Linked DNA regions of Mus musculus: region 1 is linked to region 2. A link is a contact called in public promoter capture Hi-C data. All regions are on one chromosome and are shown on one strand. The core of a region is the stretch at or near the end of the contact, and the rest is flanking DNA. Distances in the headings are between cores, read along the strand shown.

Region 1 (3,459 bases), core at 487-2,986, 390 kb after region 2:
TACCAACATCACCCACAAGGTGGCAGCATTTCTTCAAGGCAGGGACAGAAGCTGCTCTTAGTCCAGCATTCCCTTTTCAACTGCCCGGCAGAGTGGTCAGAGCGCCCTGGGATAGAGCAGGATGCCTGCCCCCAATCACGGCAGAGTAAAGGACTCAGGCTGTGAACCCAGACTCAGGCTCAATGAAGAGTCCTCCATCAGTGAAACGACTGAGCTGAGAGGTGTCCACCAGGCTTGCTCCAAGCCCCTGGGACATAGAGATAGGGAGAAGGTGGGGTGTGTGGCCACCTTTAGACGTGCAGCCTGGGTGGAAGTTGCCGGGCTGACCCAGAAATTTCCAGATCTGAAAGCCTTCTAAACTTCCATGCATGTGCCTATAGAGGAAGACTGGACCCAAAGTTGTCCCTCCCTCCAGAAATATTCCCTGATGTGTCGTGGTTCTCAGCCCAGGCAGGGACAGAGCTCACCTGCGTGTCCTGTCTCAGTGAGGAAATGGGTGTCTGTAAGGCAGCCTTGGGCTGGGGCTAGTACTCCTGGTGCGGAGCAGGCCAGGAAAGGCTTCCTGTAGCAGGTTTTGAATCTATGCATTTTCTGGGATACCAAAGGTTCAGAGAAAGGCCCTCCACTGAAAGTTCTAGCAGCGCTCCACAGCCATGCTCTGCACACAGGCCCAAACATGCTTGCACATGTACACACTTGCCCACTGACCTGTATTTTACTTGTCTATCCTACAGGAGGATGGATAGAGGGCTGGGGGAGGCCAAGGGTAGGGAGGAAGCCCCAGGCTGAGGGCAAAGAAAAGAGGCATTGTGTAGCTGGAGCAGACAGCCTCTCAGGTGACCACAAATCTTAGCTCTTAAAATTCTACAGCTGATACCATGGGCTCCAAAGACCCTAGGGGCTCCGACTAGACTCAGGTGGCTGTTGTTGATAAAGACATAAAGGATGTGAACTAAATGTATCCCCAACCAAATAAGAGGGAAACTGGAGCCCAACTTCTGGAGGGGCAGAGGCACCAGAACGGAGTCCAGAACTCCAAACCCATCCTCAGGACCCTCCGTTGTGATCCCTGGGTGTCCCTCCTTCTCCCTGTCCTATCCCTGCCGAAACATTCCACCCTTCTCAGGGCTACTTCCGGAAATAAAAAGTTATCCTCATTGCAGCCAGGAGTTTTGAAGTCAGGAGTCTGCTGTGGCCAGCACCTACCCATTCCTGGAAGGACAGGGGACTCAGACCGCCTTGTCCTGAAGTCCTGGCACCTGCTCACTCTGACCTACTTTCGGATCCCACCAGGCCAGGTGCCTGCTCTGCCGTGGCGGTGCTGGATGCCTGCAGCCGAACCGTCTCCCCCGGGGTCTCTGGCTCAGATGCTGAGACAGCTCAGTGCCCCAGCAAAGTTTTCTGTACTGGCTAAGGTCTCAATGTGGCACCTTCAGGATATTCTACCCAGGTGACAGAATGCGACCTACAAGGAGAGAAAAGTTCCCAGGTGGCTGGAGAAAGGGGTATCTAAATCTACCCACAGGGGCGGCTGGGACCCTACCGGAGGGGTCGGGTCCAGGCGAGCAGCTGGGGCTGGGGCGCGCGGCAAGGGCCAGCACGGCCAGCGCAGCCAGCGCGGCCAGCAGCAGCGGCATTGTCGGCATGGTGGGCACAGATGCACGGATGCGCGGGAGGGCGCAGTGATGTGGCACTCGGGGAGCGCGAGAGGCGCTGCTGGGCCCTTCGGCTGAGGAGGGGGGGAGGGGTGAGGAGCGGGCTCAGGAGTCGGGTTACAACCGGCAGCGCCAGACACTGGAGAAGGGATTCTAACGGGGAGGAGGAGGAAAGGCAGATAAAAGCCAACCTGCCCCCTAACCCTCCAGGAACTCCGCCTCCTAAAGAAAGGGACTTGCCCTCTTATGGGAGGCTCTGGGGAGCTAGTCGTCAAATGCTTGCTGATTTGGCCTAAAGACTTTGATTTGTGGGCGGGTGGAGACAGCATCAGAAGTAGAGATGGGTCCTGGCCCAGAGCTGACCCCAGCTGGAAGTGAGCCAGGCCTTGGTCAGAGCCAGCTAAATGAGGTTGACTGGGTCTCTCATGCCTGTCCCCTGTGTGGATTCTCTCCCAGGGAAGCTGCGTGTGGAGCCAAGGTGCTGGTACCATCGCACCCCTGCCTTGATGCTGTCAGTGCTCTGATCCTCTGTGTGGGGCTGTGTTCCAGAAAAGTCCCCCGAACTTTGATTCCACCACTTGCAGGACCCAGCAGGGACCTAGCTCAGAGGACCTTCCTGAAGGATTGTGCATCTACCCCAGAAGGTGGCCTGAAGGCAATGTCATGAGGTGGGGAGGCAACAGCCCACTGGTGACCAAACTCTAGAGACTCCTATACAGCTGGTCCCCAGCCCTCGCCTTCCCCCACTTAGAACTCACTGGGTAGATCGCTAAGGCTGCCAGCACCCAAGGAAAGATGGCCAGGAGCTCTGTGTGCTCTCCTTCTAGGCCTTACCATTTGGTGCAGGACAGACCCTGACACAGATGTCTAGCTCTGTGCAAATCTGCCTGCCAGCCCCTTCTCACTGCCCCACTGCTATGGTCCAGTCAGTGTGCACATGTCACAAGCTTGGGGACAATACCTGTGGGACACCAAGGTAGCACTTAGTAGAAGTATTTGGCCCAGATGACATTTGGGGCCATATGCCTTCATGGGCATCCTTTATCAACTGTCCTGGATAGCTGGAGGCTGTGGACAAGCCACTTAGCCTTGGGTGAAAGGTTATAGTCTGTCACTGAATGAGATCCTCCTACTCACAGGGTGCACAGTCCACTTCCATAGCTCTTCAAGTCAGAGCCCTTCAAGGTAGCAGGGCCATACCCACCTCAGCTCAGCTTTTCCCTTGCAAGGGCACTTATTGTCACACCCTCCAGTCCAGTCCGCTTGACAGGCTGAGAAGCCTAAAGCCACTCATGAGGCAAAGAGTTTCATAGAAACTCACCTCCTGGAGTTTTGGTGTTATCATTTACCCACATACTCATACTCTATTCCCGCGTTAGTCTGGTGTATGGAACTATGAGTTCTCTTTTAACCATAAAAGAGCCAGGGAATCCCACTGAGATAGAAATCTTTAGTACAGGCTACATTGCATATTAGAAGCAAGTTGGTGAATTCTCCTGACAAATGAAGATTCTCCAGTTACTTAAAAGTTACACTCATATAAGAATTTAGCAAGGCCTAGGAATTAGGGGGGTTGTGATATTGCATTATTCTTGAGGTCTGCCAAGAGCAGTACCCCCTGGTGCTAGCCTTCACAAGGTTCAAAGGTATAACACTAGAATGTGAAATCCTTACCTGTCACTAAGCGACCCTAGGCAGGACTGCTTTATCTTTACTGTAAACATTTACCTGGTTCCTGTAAGTCCCTTTGTAGTCATTCCTTTGTTTTGTATCAGGTAACTTCAATGTACCTTGCCTGCTGTGA
Region 2 (3,394 bases), core at 687-3,186:
GGTCATATTACCAACTGCCACTCCCTGGAACATCTGACCTCTCAGGTGTTATTCCTGGTGCACTTGAATCAGGAATTTGAATCGTGAATGTGTGACCCCTTTTCTTACCTTTGACTTTGGTGACTGTTGTTTTAGGAGTTAGGCTTGTCTAGGGTCAGTAACGAGTGATTTAATGCAGGTGTCATGGTTTCCAAATTCACTTGCTTTGAAGCTTTAGTCACAGCTAAGAAAACTGTCTCAAACATACCACCTGGGAGGAGTCTACCTACCAGTGTGCATGTCCCTGACAGCTGCAGGGGACCACACCCACTCTTCTTAAAAACAAACAGCTCTATTTTACTTATTTTTATTAGTGTGTGTACTGTGTATGTGTGCACATGCATGTGTATATATGTTTGGGAGCACCTGTGTGTGATGTGTGTGGTGGGGGCATGGCATGACACATGTGTGGAGGTTAAAGGACAAATTTGTGGAGTTGGGTTGCCTTACCATCTGCTTTGTTTGTTTAGTTGTTTGTTTGTTTTGAGACAGGGTCTCTCACTGTGTATACCAGACTGGCCTGGGAACGCACAGTACAGTGGTCATCCCACCTCTGCCTTCTGAGCGCTGGGATTAAAGGCCTGTGCCATCCTACCTGGCTTGCCTTCCACTTTTGCACGGGTTCTGGGGGTGGAATTCAGATAGGCTAGCCCTGCAAGCACCTTTACCCATTGAAGCCACCTTACGATAACTTTAAAAATTATCTATTAGTGCACTCGAATGTGTGTGTGTGTGTGTGTGTGTGTGTGTGTGTGTGTGTATGTCTATGCTCGCATCTCTCTGTGTGTGTACATTGCTGGAGCTTTGCCACATCTGTACAGAGACATGTGCATATATACACATATATGCATACTTATGACTACACTTGCACATACACATGCCTCTATCTATTTCTTTACACATGCTCATGACACTAACAAAAATGCACATACACGTGCCTATGTCTCCTTGTATACACATACTCCTGATACTTACCTACCTATGTGTTAATACACACAAGTGCAGACACATCCATATACACAGCATAATCACACTTAATCAGCATGTTTACAGATGTACACATACATGCAACACATAGTGTGTATAAACACATGTACAGATCCATACCCATGTGCACATGGATGCACATGCCCTTACACGTGCATTGTTGTTGTCGTAGAGTATTCCATACACCCCTCCCCACCGCAGCAACGTGGAAGCATTCTTGGGGTTGGATGTCTTTGCCAGCACTTGATATTATCCTAGTTTGGGGGTTCTGCCAGCCAGTGGGCGTAAAGAGGCGTCTTGTTGTGGCTTTAATTTGCATTTCCCCAGTTCTGCATGTGGCCAGGCATCTGGGCTTCCTCCCTCGCCAGGAGTCCATCTGCTCGCGTGCCGTCAGTGCTTGCTGGTGGATGCTGGCGGTGGCAGTGGTGGTGGCGGTGGTGTGCCTGCCTGCAGCTGCCCTTTCAACTCTTCATTTGCAGGGTCCATGCTCCTGAATCTTAGGAAGTGATTTCAGAGTAGCAAGTTATTTTAGAGTAGCTGTGTGTGTGTGTGTGTGTGTGTGTGTGTGTGTGTGTGTGTGTCACATGTAACACAGTCTCCTGCTCTGTGCCTGCCAGTGAGGGTTGGCAGGCACATCCTACAGACTCAGAGGGCCTCATGTCATCATTTTGTGACTCTGTCAACTTCTGCCACAGATTAATAAGCGACTTGATGCTGGTTTTAGGTGACACATGCTCAGAGCTCCCAAGGTGCCCTTGGGCTCCACTTTTTTGTGTGGGGTTCAGCTTTATCAGGCCCTTGTGTTCCCTGGCTGTTTGCCAGGACCTGCCGGGGTGACTGGGACTTCATTCATGCTCAGACTGAAGTGACTGGGCTGGCTCAGAATACACAGTGTCCTTGAGTCTCTGGTCAGAGGCACGGAATGTTCCAGGTGGGGTGGAGTCAGCCTCTCCTAAGCCACACAGATCTCTTCATGGAAGTCAGAGCAGATGGAAGAGGAGCGGATGCTAGGTTCCATCAATAAGTACCCATCACGGGCTCGCAGCCTGCCGGGCAGGCGCTGTGGCGGCATGACTGGCTGCTCAGCAGTCCTCTTGCTTGCTTTTGGGCGTATGCCTATGTGCCAGATGGCTGAGCCTCCTGGAAATTTGTTCTATGGAAAATCGGGATTTTTCTTAATTATGAAAATTGTCATGCTGGTGGAACACGGTGGAGAAACATAGCAGCACCAATCTTCTCCTCGCCCCAGGTTCCGCTAGTGATAGGAAGCAGCCTTGCCCTCCCTGGAGTCTTGCAGAGCACGCCACCGTACATTTCAGGCACCGTAGCACTTGGTAACATAAGCCTTCAGTTCTCCTCTGTTAAAAGCAAGATCGTGCCCCACAGAACCCAGACCCATTTCCATACCCAAGCAGGCTAACAGGGAATTCTTTGAGCTCATATGATAGCCTTCCAGATTACGAGTGCCTGAAATTCATGCCCCCATGTGGTCAAGAGTTACACACTAGCCACTGGTGTACCTTTTTAGTGTCTTTTAGCTAAGAATAGCCCCATTTCTTCCAGACTGAAAGCTCCAGATTAAAATCTGTCCCTTTTCCTCTGTGATGCTTACTTACAATGTCTTTATTAGTATATATTGATTATTCACAACAATGGCCTTCATTATGATATTATCACGCATCTATGGATACATTTTGATGCCCGCCCCTCTTATCCCTTTTCCCAAGTAGACTGCCTTCTACTTTCATGTCAGTTCCCACCCCCACCCCAGTGAGTTTAATCAGTTACTTTTCAGGAACATGGCACTTTGCCAGTAGCTACTCTTCTATATAAAATGTCTCTCTTTCTCCCAGCAACCAATATTGGCCAACAGACCCTCATGGAGAATCCTGGGATCAACAGGGCCCATCTTGCACAGGTTTCATGCAGACAATCAAAAGGGTATCATGTCTCTCCTTGGGTAGCAATGGGGCCTCCTTGCTGCTGTCCTTGTCCCCATGCATACAGTGTGACCTCTGCTGTAAACATAGAGCCTGAAATTGAAACAAACCATGGATTGGTTTTACGGCATGATTCTGTCTTCTCCAGTACTTTCAGTTCCTAGTGTTTCCACTCAGCATCTCCTCTGTCTGGAGGACAGAAGCGTTTCCCATGGAGTGGGTCTTCAGATGATGACCACCCCCAGCTTTTGTTGGTTTATCTTTTGTGTTTGCTTGCATAGTTGGTGACAAGAGATCTGTAAAGTCTTGTATTGGCTTCTCTGTCGATAGCCTGGTCTTTCCCACCGTCTGCCTCAAGGATTTTCTGCTTGTGGTTTTCAGTGGTTTGAAAACACGTGCAGGCAAGCCACCATTTTCTTGGTATTTTA

Evidence for each region. Promoter capture Hi-C pulls out the DNA fragments that hold promoters and counts their contacts.
Region 1: a contact with region 2 is called in a promoter capture Hi-C map of the C10 cell line, with 2.4 times the contacts expected there. The contact joins the promoter of Cpz here to the enhancer-like site in region 2. A contact is called at or near these places in 4 of 39 promoter capture datasets (the C10 cell line, hippocampal neurons, liver and 1 more) and 1 of 9 other capture datasets (liver).

What each region holds. Positions count from the first base shown.
Region 1 is chr5:35,523,890-35,527,348 of GRCm38.p6, forward strand. It overlaps Cpz (carboxypeptidase Z), which reads right to left and starts at 1,737. Exons shown (of 11, transcript NM_153107.2): 1 at 1,544-1,737. The coding sequence starts at 1,646.
Region 2 is chr5:35,136,350-35,139,743 of GRCm38.p6, forward strand. No RefSeq gene overlaps it. Among named protein-coding and RNA genes, the nearest start is that of Gm31601, 23 kb to the right of the region's middle. Within about 2 kb of position 1,937, at least 44 of the 459 cell types and tissues checked have an H3K27ac peak or open chromatin away from gene starts, as enhancers often do. A contact at or near this core is called in hippocampal neurons, where this site is marked.